2 separate regions of the Ovis aries genome follow, and region 2 is linked to region 1. The links are chromatin contacts, called in public Hi-C maps. All regions are on one chromosome and are shown on one strand. Each heading gives the region's core, a stretch centred on a gene start, on an enhancer-like site or on the middle of the called end of the contact. The rest is flanking DNA. Distances are from core to core; before and after follow the strand shown. Region 1 holds the start of ATP1B3 (ATPase Na+/K+ transporting subunit beta 3). Region 2 holds the start of RNF7 (ring finger protein 7).

Region 1 (6,473 bases), core at 2,314-4,813:
CAACTAAGTGAATCAGAAAAATGTGCATCAAAAAAATTGCCTATCCTTTGCCCCCATTAAAAAAAAACAACCCAAACATTTTATTCTGGAAACTTTCAAGGATATACAAAGTAAACAGAGTATAATGAACATCATGTACCCATCATCCAGTTTCAATAAACATCAGTATTCTGCCATTGTTTCACTTGCAACTTCACCTACTCCTGTTAATTTTTATAGCCAAATTGTTAATTAAATAATCTTTCACATTGAGTTAGTCATTTGAATTTATATTTCATTTAGTAAATAATCCTGTTAGACCATATCATATACTCTTTTATAAGACACTGAACACCGTGTATGATAGTATTAGAAATTATTACCCAACACCCTTCCCCCCCATTTACAGAGCACTTTCTGTGCCAATGTGCTCATGGTTTACGAAAGCACTGGTTCATTTAATTCAAGATAATCAACAATGCAAAATCTGCCCTTTAACCAGCAAAGGAAGTAGAGATGCTGTTTGTTAAAGGATTAGTAAAACCATTCAAAATTAGAATCAATGTGTGGAAAAGAACACTTTCTGTGAAGAGGACTATGTATTCATGATTGTGTTTCTCAGATACAATAAAACACCAACACAATTATAGCTGTCGCTTGTGGGAAAGAAAGGACTTTTATTAAGAAAGGAAATCTTAATATCTATTCTCTGAAGGACAATGGTCTCTCAGCGATTTAGTACCACAGTCCTACTCACAACACTAAGTTATAAATAAGATGCTGTTTTAAGAACTGGAATACTTTTTTCTGTATACATAATTCTAAAATCCAGAAATAAATGAAGCATTTTAGCAAAATAAAAAAATTGAGAGCCAAAGTATCTTGCTTGTGCCCACTAGAAACTAGTAAACGAATTCTGCTGATTGGAGAGCAGACTGAGCCAGTGGCCCACAACTATTCCTTCCTCACTCTGCCTCATCCAGCTTTGCCAAGTTTCCCCAGAGCTTTGTCATCATTCACCATGGAGGCAGCAACTGGGTGGTGGAGGAGAGATGGACACTGAATCACTGTGGTCGTCTGATACTTAAAAAAAAAAAAATCAATTTATTTACTTTGGCTGTGCTAGGTCTTCTTTGCTGTGCGAGCTCCTCTCTAGTTGTAAAGAGCAGGAGCGACCCTCGAGTTGCAGTGCATTCGCTTCTTTCATTGCAGTGGCTTCTCTTCTGGTGGAGCACAGGGTCTAGACACACAGACTTCAGCAGCTGCAGCATGAGGGCTCATTAGTTGTGGTGCACAGGCCTAGCTGCATGTGGATCAAACCAGTGTCCCTTGAACTGCTCAGTCACTTAGTCGTGTCCAACTGTTTGCAACCCCATGGACTATAGCCCGCCAGATTCCTCTGTCCATGGAAAATTCCAGGCAAGGATACTGGAGTGGGTTGCCACTTACTACTCCAACTCAGCCACCCCAACTACCACCAGGGAAGTCCAAAATAACTTTGCTTTCACAAGGGAGAGTAAAGTAAATCTAGAGGGAATAATAGTGTGATTAAATTTGATATTTCATCTGCTCACACCTGGTGGGCCAATATCCCCCAACACACTTAGTATATTCTCTTCCAAGTAATGCTCAAGAATCATGTATCAGAGAAACAAATAGTTGCTGTGTTTTGAATTAGGATGCAAACTTTTCCCCAAACTGAGATCGGTTAATTAGTTATTACACTACGCTAGGCATGAATTTTGAAAACACTGACTGAATTATATTTTTACTTACTTAATTGGAAAAGCATTATGTACGAAAAGCATATTAATGACCATTAAAAATATACAAACTACAAATATCTGGCAGCGTTCAATATCTTTGAAATGCTATTTCATAATGTTCTTGTTTACCATGCTTCTGTTGTGTGCGCCAGGTTATTTCCGAAGTGTGATTGTTAACACACACAATATCAGTAAAGCAGATGGTTTTATATTTTATTTCAAACAGACTCTGCATCTTTACTGTTGCCCAAACTAGAAAGCCTGCTACCAACTCTACCAATATTTTAGCTGTCCTCTAATTCGTAGTTCAATTGTAAATGAGACAAAAATAGTTAACTACGCATTCTAGTTTGCTTGCACAATATTTTGCTATTTCTAATACCATTTTCATGCCAAACTTTACAAAAGGCTTCTACAAATCTTTTGCTGTCATTGGTTCGACAAAATAACTGGATTTGGTCATAATTATAAATTTAGCTTTCCTAAGCACAGGGGAAAATCACTTTATAATAATATATTCTTCTATCCCTTTTCCATTTGTGAAAGACATAATTCCTTGCTTTGATAAACAAAGTGAGGAAACAAGAGAAATGCCAGAATTTTGTTATCCATTTACTCCTTTAATGCATTTGCAGGCTGTTTAAACTGATGGGCTATAATGAATCATTTCAAACAATAAGGTGTGTGCTACATCCCTTCATTCATAATTTTTATTTGCTGATAAAACAGAGGCGGTGCTCTATTTCTGTTCTCTAAAAACAAAACAAAATAACCCCCCACCTCCTGCCCAAACTCCCATTTAAATTTTTTCATGCTGTCACAAGTCTCAGAGCACGATACTCTTCAGCTCCACCTCGTGTAGGAAAACAACGACTGCACCCTCAGCTCTGACCAAAGGGAGCAACCATGCAGTGGAAAAGATGAAAAGTCAGGAACATTATTTAGCCATCAACACTAAACGAAGAATTGATTTCCTGTAGCACCTGAGTGTTTGAGAAAAAGCAGGTCTTAACAGCTGATAGGAACTTCAGGAAAACACATGTATTGGTTTCACTGATAAATTCAATTAAAGCTGGAGAAAACTATACTGAACTTACTTAATACTGGCAAACTTTGGATGAAATCCCCATTGACCTAAGATTCCTAGTTGACTCCTTCAAAAGAGCCAAGTCAGGGCGTTCTCTGAGCAGCGGTACGTAGTACATCAAACACCTTCACGAAAAACTACAGCCGACTACCTTTTAGTCACGTCATAAAGCCCAGAGGAGAACGCCTGGAAACGGTTCGTGGAGAGAGGGGTGAGGTCCCCTTCTCGGTGAAGGCGACTTAGCTGACTGGAGTAGTTTCCGCGCTCTCCTCGTCCCGCGCCGCAAGCAGGCAAAGAAGCGAGGGGACCCCGGGTTCCGGTCGCCCGCAGCATCTCCCCAGAGTCCTCCTTCTGAGAAACCTGCGGGTCAGGGACGCTCATCTTTTGCTTGTCATTATAAACCTGCTTCTTATTAAGCTCTCATGACTTTTTTTTTTTTTTAAGTTGCTTTGCACAGTTTTCGCTTCCTCCGGCCAGGGAAGAAGGAACCCAGAGCGTCCTGGAGCCCCGCCGGGTACCGCGGGGAGGGGCGGGGCCGGGGCGGGGGCGGGGCAACGGGCGGGGCGTTGTCGCCGCGTCCGGCTGCGCCCAGCCGCGGGCGGGAGGCGGTGGCGGCGGTGGCGGCGGCGGCGGCGGCGGGGCCTGAACTGCGCGGGGATTGGCTGCGGAGGGCGGAGACGTCAGGCTCCCGCGGCCGGAGCGGCGGCCCCGGCTCGGCGCGGCGCAGCGCAGTCTGCTTGAGCGCTCACCGCAGCGAGAAGGTTTCCTCTGCCGTCCCGCTTCCCGCCGCCGCCGCCGAGCTTCCCCGCTCGTGCCGGGACGCGCCTCAGCGCTCCTCGCCGCTTCCACCCCCGCGGCCGCCGCTCCTCTCGCCGTCGGCACACACACCATGACGAAGACAGACAAGAAGTCCTTCAACCAAAGCCTGGCCGAGTGGAAGCTCTTCATCTACAACCGGACAACCGGAGAATTCCTGGGGCGCACCGCCAAGAGCTGGGGTGAGCGGGCGACGGTTGGGCACCCGGGCCGGCCGCGGTCTAGGGGGACGCCGGGTGGGGTCTGGTGGGAAGGGAGGGCGGGAGGCAGCTCCCCGCGTGGGGGCCCCAGGAGCCACCGCCGCCCGCAGCGGTCTTCGTCTCGGCCGCCAGACTGGAACGCGAGCGGCAGCGGCGGCAGAGGAGTAGCGTGGCCCCATTCATTTCTCGCGGGGCCGGGGGGCGGGCGAGGCGGCGGGGCCCGCTGGCAGCCCCCGCCGGGCCGCGCCGGTTCCTTCCTCCCGGCCGGGAGCGGGCGCACGTGCTGCCGGGGCCTGAGGCGCCGGAAGCCGGGGACCGCTGCCCAGAGCCCCGAGCGCGTGGGGGCCGAGCGCCCGGCCTCCTTTGTACGGAGCGCGCCGGCCCCGAGAGGCCCTGGCGGAGGCGGCCGGCGGCGCCGAGCGGTTCGGGGAAGCTAGACCCTGCCCCACACCCGGGGAGAGGAAATTTCCACTCCCGCCGCTATCTTGTGACTCGTCCACGCTGCCACCCCGGCCGATCGGAAGAGTGTGAACGAGTGTTCAGTGTGTGGGCTGCACGACTGTGTTAAGCACGCAAGTACACGGTACCCGAAAATGCAGTTGAATTTGTCCGGTGAAAAGACCCTTAAAAAGGTTGCTTCCTTCCTAATTCCTTTTTAGTGACACAGGTTTTCTTCCTTACCAACGTGGTTCATTGGGGGAAAGTAAATTCGGTCTGAAAGGCACGGTTTGTTTTTTTGTTTGTTTTTTTTTACCCTGTGCCTTCAAAACGTGTGATGATTGTATTTGCTAGCAGTTTTCCTCTGCATGGGTTCTTTGTTTTAAAAGAAATATTTAAACCATCCGTCAGTGTGGTGCTGCCTTCGAGTGCCTCTTTTTTTGGAAAAACTGTTAACGTCTGAATAAGGACTAGTGCTCCCCCCGACTAGTGCTCCCCTCCTTTAAACTTAAGTAAACCAATTTTTTTTTCTTTTGAAAAATATTTTGTTAGTTGGTCATGACAGACTTTTCTGCGTGAGAGTATTTCTAGACTGGAGAACTATTTGAGCACGACACTTTGAAGAGAAGCATGAAGAGAGTGAATTAGCCTTGACTTAGGAAATAAACTGTTGCTGCTACTTGAAATCGGCTCTTCTAGAATAGAAAGGCGGCTTAAAGCCCTATCACAAGTTGCAAGGGGGCCTTGGAGGGTTTTTTTTTTTAGCCCAAACCCTGCTTCAGAGATGAGAAAAATGAGCCCCAGAGAGGTTGTGATTTTGTTTGTGTAAAATTATATATTCCACAGAGCCAAGAAAAGAACCCAGTTGTCCTTTAATCCTAGTCCAGCGGTTGTATTATTTTACAGATGCCTTGCCTCACTGCATGGTAATCACGATTTTTATTCAAATGGCTGTCTATGGGGAACCCACTAGTGTGATGAGGAAATAGATCTTGCATTTAGAATTAAATGGGGGAGGGTGCTGTAAACAGTTATTTTTGTTTTTAGAGTGTACTTACTTTTTGCTGAAGGAATATTTGAGTGGTGAAGAGGGATGACTTTGTGTAGACTACCTTTCTTCGTTCCAGTACTAAGTATCTTCACTTTGTTAGAATGACATTTCTTTTTTTTTTTGAATGACATTTCTTAATGCAGGGTGTGCTGTTTAACCTTTGTATTACATGCTGTTGGGATAGAGATTTTATTTGGTATCAGAGAATGCGGGATTATGTAAGGGCAGTGGAAGGAGTACAGGTGAAGTTGGGATTAGATTTAGAAGAATGAAGGCAAGACTTTTTATTTTCAAAATGGAAATTGTCAGTTCAGTTCGTAAATTTCTGCATTTATTGTAATAATAGTAAGCCAGTACTGAATGGCATAAATAGGTGAGAACTGTCTATAATCTTGTCCCAGCAGGCATAAGGACACTCCAAGGAGATGTGGGGGAGTGGTGCATGTAGGCTGGAATCAACGCTGTATTCCGTCAAGTATGGGGTCCACCTGGAGAAAGCGTATCCTCTGGCCTTTCTTTATCAGAGGCAGTGTATGAGTGAGTTGCCTGATCTGATTACCCCTGTTAGACACTCAGTAGTGTTGACTCTTTGCAACCCCATGGAGTGTAGCCCATTGGGCTCCTCTGTCCATGGAATTCTCCAGGCAAGGATACCAGAGTGGGTAGCTATTCCCTTCTCCAGGGGATCTTTCCAACTGGAGAAGTCCACTATGCATATTTCAGTACATGTGTGGGCAGACTTAATGCATATGTTATTTTTTAACAGGGATCATACAGTAAATGTTGCTTTATAATCTTTTGAGTATATTGTGGGCCTCTTCCTGTGTTATTAAAGATCTATATCATTTTTAATAGCTGTTCCATGGTGTAGTTAGATATACTGTTTTTTTTTTAGTCTAACATGTATCTTATGTATACATGGGAGATACCTATGATAATAGAAGTAATTCTTCATTTTTTTTTTAACACCAGTGCATATTGTATGTACTGGGCCCTCCTCCCCCCATTTCTTTATCCTTGTACATTTTTGTAAATTGATTTCCGTGAAATATGTTTCTACTGGTGGAATTTCTGGGTTGCGGGTAATCTGTGTACCTTTTATATTCTGAAAGCGTGTTATAGTTTTTTTTTCTTTT
Region 2 (7,018 bases), core at 3,953-6,452, 140 kb before region 1:
TGTGTCATGATTTTTCTGGGAGGAATGAATAGTGGCAAAGAATGGTCACTAAGGACAACAGGATGAGTGAGTTTTTCCTCAGTGTAGAAGCAATGTAGCTGGAACAGGTAGAGAGATGTTCTGACCAATTTCAGACATGTTAAAATGTGAGGGTGGAAAAAAAGACAGTCCTCGGTGTGTTTGGATGCCTGAGCTAACTAATCTGATGAGGGTCTCAGTGAGGAGTGCTTAGGAAATGACACTGGAAAAGTGGATTGGTGCTATATTGTCGCAGGATTTAAGGGACCAACTGGCACATTTAGATTTTGCTGTAATGATAACACAGAGCCGTGGAACATTTTGAGCAGGAGAGTGCTGGGGGGGAAAAGGAGTATAGGAAAATTAAACAGGCACTTTAGATTGAATGCTAGAGTGGGGAGCAGAGATAGGAAGGAAGTCAGGACACAATAATCCAGGGACAGGGAGGTGAGGTTCAGACTCAACACCAACAGGTACCACTCCTTCTTAATCATCGTCTGGCCTTTCATCCAAGGTCCCTCTTTTTCTCTTTCAAACTGCCCAGTTCCCACCACCTGGGGCATTTTTATCCTCTTCTGGCTCCAGTCTTTTTTTTTTTTTTTAATTAATTATCTAGCATTTATAGTCATTATAATCAAGATTGCTGGGAGAAATATCAATAACCTCAGATATGCAGATGACACCACCCTTATGGCAGAAAGTGAAGAGGAACCAAAAAGCCTCTTGATGAAAGTGAAAGAGGTGAGTGAAAAGGTTGGCTTAAAGCTCAACATTCAGAAAACGAAGATCATGGCATCCGGTCCCATCACTTCATGGGAAATAGATGGGGAAACAGTGGAAACAGTGTCAGACTCTTTATTTTCTTGGGCTCCAAAATCACTGCAGATGGTGACTGCAGCCATGAAATTAAAAGAAGCTTACTCCTTGGAAGAAAAGTTATGAGCAACCTAGATAGCATATTCCAAAGCAGAGACATTACTTTGTCGACTAAGGGCCGTCTAGAGAAGGCAATGGCACCCCACTCCAGTACTCTTGCCTGGAAAATCCCATGGATGGAGAAGCCTGGTGGGTTGCAGTCCATGGGGTTGCTAAGAGTCGGACACAACTGAGCGACTTCACTTTCACTTTTCACTTTCATGCATTGGAGAAGGAAATGGCAACCCAGGAGAACCCCAGGGACGGGGGGGCCTGGTGGGCTGCCGTCTATGGGGTCTCACAGAGTCAGACACGACTGAAGCAACTTAGCAGCAGCAGTCAAGGCTATGGTTTTTCCAGTGGTCATGTATGGATGTGAGAGTTTGTTGGGAGCCAGCGTGAGGAACTCCGTCCATGGCAAAGGTCATGAGGAAGGAAGCTTGGCATACGCAAAGGCGTGATCAAGCCTCAGGAAACCCCCTGTTCCCGAGCATCTACCCCCAAAACCAGAGTACTTTATGGGGAGCTCTCCCCATAACCATTTCTCTCAGAGAAGGAGTTAACTTGCAGCTCCAGTTAATAAAAATTCCTGGGCGTGATAAGAGTGTTTCAACTTAAGAACTCTGAAGGTTCTCTGGCCTGCCTGATCAGGCTCGTCCAACCGCACGTGACTGTTTACAGCCTTCCAACTGTGAGAGGCACGGGATGTTTCAAAACTTTCTAAATACAGACTCTTTTGAGAAGTTAGAAGATCATTAGTATAGTATAGCAGGTTGATTAGGAATTATATTGGTGAAGGGTTTTTTCATTTGTCGTGCCAATAATTACTGCTAATTCCCTGCACTGGGTGTGACAAGGATGTCTCAGGTCAAACCTCTCTGCTGACAGACTAGCTTGTGTGACAGCCTCTCAACCATAAACAGCACAGAGAGTTTGAGGTATTAGCGTAGGGCTTTTTTCATTGATGAGTCAATGATTGCTATCAGGCCTCCATATCCTTAGGCACCTGGGAATATATTAATCAATGTATTTGGAATATAGAAAAGGAAGTATAGTAGTTTTTAAGGTTAGCAATACTAGATTTTTGAGTTAATGAATTCTCTCTTTTATTATAGACCACTGTACTTTGTTATAAATCATTGTGTCCTTGCTATGCAAAAATGTAACTTTATCACTATCTTAAGACAAAATAGATCTTAAGGGGAACATTGGTGAAGGGTTTACATTTGTTGAGCCAATATTTGCTGCTAAATCTCCATATTCCTGCCCTTATAATGAATATAACTAGCATATAGGAGAAATAAGTATTAACCTTTAAGATTAATCATCTTAAACCTTAGATTAAGTAAATTCCTTTCTTGATTGTAACTCACTACACCCTCACCCTATAGGAATGCAACTTTATTTGGAGGGTGGCGATTTAAGAAAAAATCACCCCTGGAAAAATAAGTTTTCTGGTTAACTGACCGGTATCAGAAAGGGCCATAAAATGTCAGCAGACCTCATGGCTAGAAGATGATGAAACTCATAAGACCTTTGTATAAATTTATATGAAGCACCTGATTGTGACAAGGGTCAGGTCTGCTGACCCCCGCGCGACTCTGTATTCATCCCTATGTATAACAAAAAGGTATTTAAACAAACCTGAAAAATCAAGAAATCGGATCAGTTTCTGGAAAGACTGATTCCCCCGTGTCGTTTCTTTCTTGCTCCCCGTTTTCCTGGCTGAATTCCCATCTGAAATGTGGGTACTCACCAAGTCTGCTAATTCTGCCTGGGCTTCTGAGATCGGACCGGGGAGGCCTGAGTGCCTCCTCTCCTCTGGGAGAATGGAAAGACGCCTGTGGCCTACGTAGGTGGTGATTGGTAGTTCATGTAAACCAGTTATTCAGCCTCTTTTCTCCACTAATTCTCCTACTACACTGTTTCTAATCTCCCTCTATATCTGTAATTAAGTTTTTTCCAGGACGCCGATTCCATCCCCACCTTCGAATTACCCTGGATCCACCGGGGCTGGACCCCGGCAAGAGTTGGACTGTGAAGAAGGCTGAGCGCTGAAGAATTGATGCTTTTGAACTGTGGTGTTGGAGAAGACTCTTGAGAGTCCCTTGGACTGCAAGGAGATCCAACCAGTCCATCCTAAAGGAGATCAGCCCTGGGTGTTCTTTGGAAGGACTGATGCTAAAGCTGAAACTCCAGTACTTTGGCCACCTCATGCAAAGAGTTGACTCATTGGAAAAGACTTTGATGCTGGGAGGGATTGGGGGCAGGAGGAGAAGGGGACGACAGAGGATGAGATGGCTGGATGGAATCACTGACTCAATGGATGTGAATCTGAGTGAACTCCAGGAGTTGGTGATGGACAGGGAGGCCTGGCGTGCTGTGATTCATGGGGTCTCAAAGAGCCGGACACGACTGAGCGACTGAACTGAACTGATAGTCAGATATGTGATAGCTTAATGTGAATGAAACATGTTCTGGATGGTTCATCTGGGTTTGTTTACAGACATTTTTGTCTGGCTCATGAAGTTACTGTGGTGAGATTTATATCTGCTACCACCACTACTGCTCTGTCCATTTGCTTTCTCCATTTACTTCCTGGCCTCCAAGGCCTCCCATCTCCCGCCGAGTTCAAACTTAACCTCTTCTATGAGGCTTTCCCTCACTCCCTCACTCCATCTGTCTTGAGGAAGGTTTCTGTCTCTGACAGCACTTAATGCACCACCCAACAAACAGCACATGTGGCCAAATGTGACCCTGTGTCCATATTTGTATCGTTACACATTTAATGCCTCCTTGACTCCTCTGCCAGAGTTCTGAAGTTTGGTTAGCCTAGACCCAGGGGCACCAGGCCTGACACCAGGAGATGAGGGAATGATGAGACCCTCATCATTAAAATAAAAAGAGGTGCGAAGCTCTGAGTCCTAATCCTGACACAGCAGGTGGCCACCACTAGGTGGTAGTGTGACCAAGCATCTTCCGGTCTCCATGCCTCAGCTTCGGTATCTTTTAAAAGAAGATGTTATCTGCTTTGCTTGGGAAAACATAACATGACCCTGGGCTAGTAACAGAAGAACCTTAGTTTCCACTGTCACCTTCTCAGAATAGCAGAATTACTTTTCTGAATTACTATAAATTACTTTTATAAATATAGCAGAATTACTATAAATTACTTTTGGGGACTTCAGTATTCCTACACATAAAAAGTTAAACTAGATTTAAGTTTCTTAGAGTGTGGTCTCCAGGGTTCCTGGAAGTCTTTCAGGGGACCAACAAGGTCAAAACTATTTACATATTTACATAACAGTATTCATAGCTCTGAGCTTCCCAGGTAGCTCAGCTGGTAAACAATCCGCCTGTAATGCAGGAGACCCCGGTTGAATTCCTGGGTTGGGAAGATCCCCTGGGGAAGGGAATGGCTACCCACTCCAGTATTCTTGCCTGGAAAATCCTATGGACAGAGAAGCCTGGCGGGCTACATACAGTCCATGGGATCTGCACAGTCGGACACGACTGAGCGACGAAGCACAGCACAGCACTCATAGCTATTTCTCTTCATTCTCTCTTGTGAGTGTACAATATTGGTATTCTAAGGATAACTTGTAATGGATTTCTTACTGTTTTGAAGTGAATTAATATATTCACATTTCCCCCGTTTTCTTAAAAAGGAAATACATATGTATAAGCGTGTATATGTACACATCCATCCTATACAAACAAAAGTTCTTAAATGTCCTTAAGTAATTTTTAAGTGTAAAGGGGTCCCAAGACCAAAATATTTGAGAACTGTTGAACCAGATTCCTAGCTCGTCATTCATTCACTCAACATATAACTGTCCCTCCCGAGACAGCATTTCTTAACGAAGGAGATGATCAAGAAATAGTCCCCCCACCCAAAAAGAAAAAAGAAATAGTCCCCGCTCCCCCCAGGGCGTTTACATTTGAGAAGGACGAATATATCAACAAGACAACGTCTAAAAGCGGTGTCATGAAGACATAAAGCAGGACACGTGTCTCCCCCGCGCAGGGTCGGTCCGGGGTCCCTCACCCCGCTGAGCTGGCCGGGCGTTGGGGACGCGAGTACCGGGAACTAGGACACCGGGAAGCCGCTGGTGCCGGCGTACGGTGACGTCACTGGGCCGCGCCAGCCAATCACGGGCGCCCCACGGTCCTAGACCCCCGCGGCGGCCCGTGGCCTGCGGGCGGCGCTGTGGCCCGTCGGACGGCCCCACTGAGCCGCCATAGCCGCCCGCCTCCCACGACCCAACGTCTCCGTCGCCGGCTCCGCGCCGCCGCTATGGCCGACGTGGAAGACGGTGAGGAACCCTGTGCCCTGTCCTCTCACTCGGGGAGCGCAGGATCCAAGTCGGGCGGTGACAAAATGTTCTCTCTCAAGAAGTGGAACGCGGTGGCCATGTGGAGCTGGGACGTGGAGTGCGATACGTGCGCCATCTGCAGGGTCCAGGTGATGGGTAAGCGCAGCAGGCGAGGCCCCGGCTGTGCTGCGGCCTCCGCAGGCCCGGCTTCGGGCGTGGGGGGAAGGACCAAGCCTTGGAGAGACCGTTCCGGGAGGAGTAGGGGCGGGATCGCCCTGCCCCGGCCCCAGGAGACCGCGGGCCACGCCCGAGCTGGTCGTTCAGCAGGCGACTTGTGCCGGGGACGGGTATTCTGGGGGAATAGGGGGGTAGCAGGCAGGACAGTTAAACAAGGTCATTTCCAGTAGTGATCGGTGTGATCACGACAATAAAAGTAGGTGATTTGACGGGAGCTGGGAGGAACCACTTCGGTTTGTGTGGCCAGCGACCGCACCCTTTTCCGAAAGCAAACCACACAGAGGTCAAGGTCAAGGCCCTGAGTCAGCGGGTCAGTCGGATGGTTCTGGTCACACACCAAAGTGATGCTCTGGAGTCATTTTCCCCCCAAACGGCCGCTAGTCGTGCTCTGGAGAGGCGCAGGGAAGAAGAGTGTTCCTAGCCGTCCCCTTTCTAGATTGGCTACTGTTCTGCTGGCTTTTAAACCTGGATGATTCAAGATTGGTCAGATCGCACTCGGTTGGCTTGAACTAGAAGAATGTAAACCCTTTTATTCAGAGACATGAAGCTTCATCTCTTTACTGGCCACTCCCCATCCTAGCATGCAATTTCTTGGAGAAGGGTAGTGCCCTCAAGTCTGGCCTTTCTGGAAAGCCCTCTTTTGCAAACTTGTTACTTCTTTCTATGATATTTTTAATGAAAATATTGGACCACGTGAAGCCTTTCAGAGCAGCTTCATCTCGTTGTGTTTTATATGGTCTCTGTTTTAAGATCTTAGACGACCTTAAAAAAGAGTTGCTGTTTAAATGCACGTTATATTTTTAAATAGGGCATTTAAAACTACAGCATTTAAGAGTGTCTTAAATGTCATTTCTTGAAGGTAATTGGAGAAAACTGAGGCTTCTGTAGTTTGAAAACTTTGTGTCTTGCACTGAAAAATGAGACAGTTGGAGAAAGTAACTTAAAAGATGCTTTCCCTTCTTGAGCATTGAAAATTTAGACCTACCAGAAACAAGAGATTTCTCAATTTACTCTCTCTGTAGTATGCACTTATGTTTTTTATTCGTAGGAATTTGTTTTAAAGAGAATTTGCAACTATGGGATTCAAATATTTTTTTACTTTTTAAAAGAACTAGATTTCAGATGTGATCGACTTATTTTGTGTATCGGGTTTTTAGGTACTTAGTTTATGGGCCTGCAATACAGCCCCCTTGCCCTAACCCTTTCTTGAAAGCTAGAATCATAACTTCCAGTTTGTGGGATTTTTTTTCTTTTTTAGTTTAAAATAATTTTCCTAAAAGAGCATCTTATTTTTCTCCCCAAAGAAAAATTTTAAATTAGTAGGTAGAAATGCAAAATATAAAATAATGGTTGAAAGTTTGCAAGAAATAAACTTTACTGGGATATTTAAGGTAAGTCAAAGTATGGGCTATAAATGACTCACTTCTCACATTAACTTTCTAATTATAACAAGTATTTGCTACTGTGGATTAATGTTTCATATTTACAACAGCTGTACTTTGGGTTCAGAAAAGTATTCTGGGCTAGACCTC

What was found. Hi-C and Micro-C count contacts between places; a contact is called where the count stands out from the background.
Region 2: a Hi-C map of muscle shows a contact between it and region 1, with 4 times the contacts expected there. The contact joins the promoter of RNF7 here to the promoter of ATP1B3 in region 1. A contact is called at or near these places in 6 of 16 Hi-C or Micro-C datasets (blood, hypothalamus, muscle and 1 more).

The regions. Positions count from the first base shown.
Region 1 is chr1:247,673,990-247,680,462 of ARS-UI_Ramb_v3.0, reverse strand. ATP1B3 (ATPase Na+/K+ transporting subunit beta 3) reads left to right here and starts at 3,563. Exons shown (of 6, transcript XM_060395042.1): 1 at 3,563-3,830. The coding sequence starts at 3,722. It overlaps LOC132657378 (a long non-coding RNA gene), which reads right to left and starts at 3,353. Exons shown (of 2, transcript XR_009595422.1): 1 at 2,843-3,353; 2 at 1-2,728.
Region 2 is chr1:247,818,466-247,825,483 of ARS-UI_Ramb_v3.0, reverse strand. RNF7 (ring finger protein 7) reads left to right here and starts at 5,202. Exons shown (of 3, transcript XM_012102263.5): 1 at 5,202-5,398. The coding sequence starts at 5,231. It overlaps LOC101108102, which reads left to right. Exons shown (of 11, transcript XM_060395066.1): 11 at 1-2,616.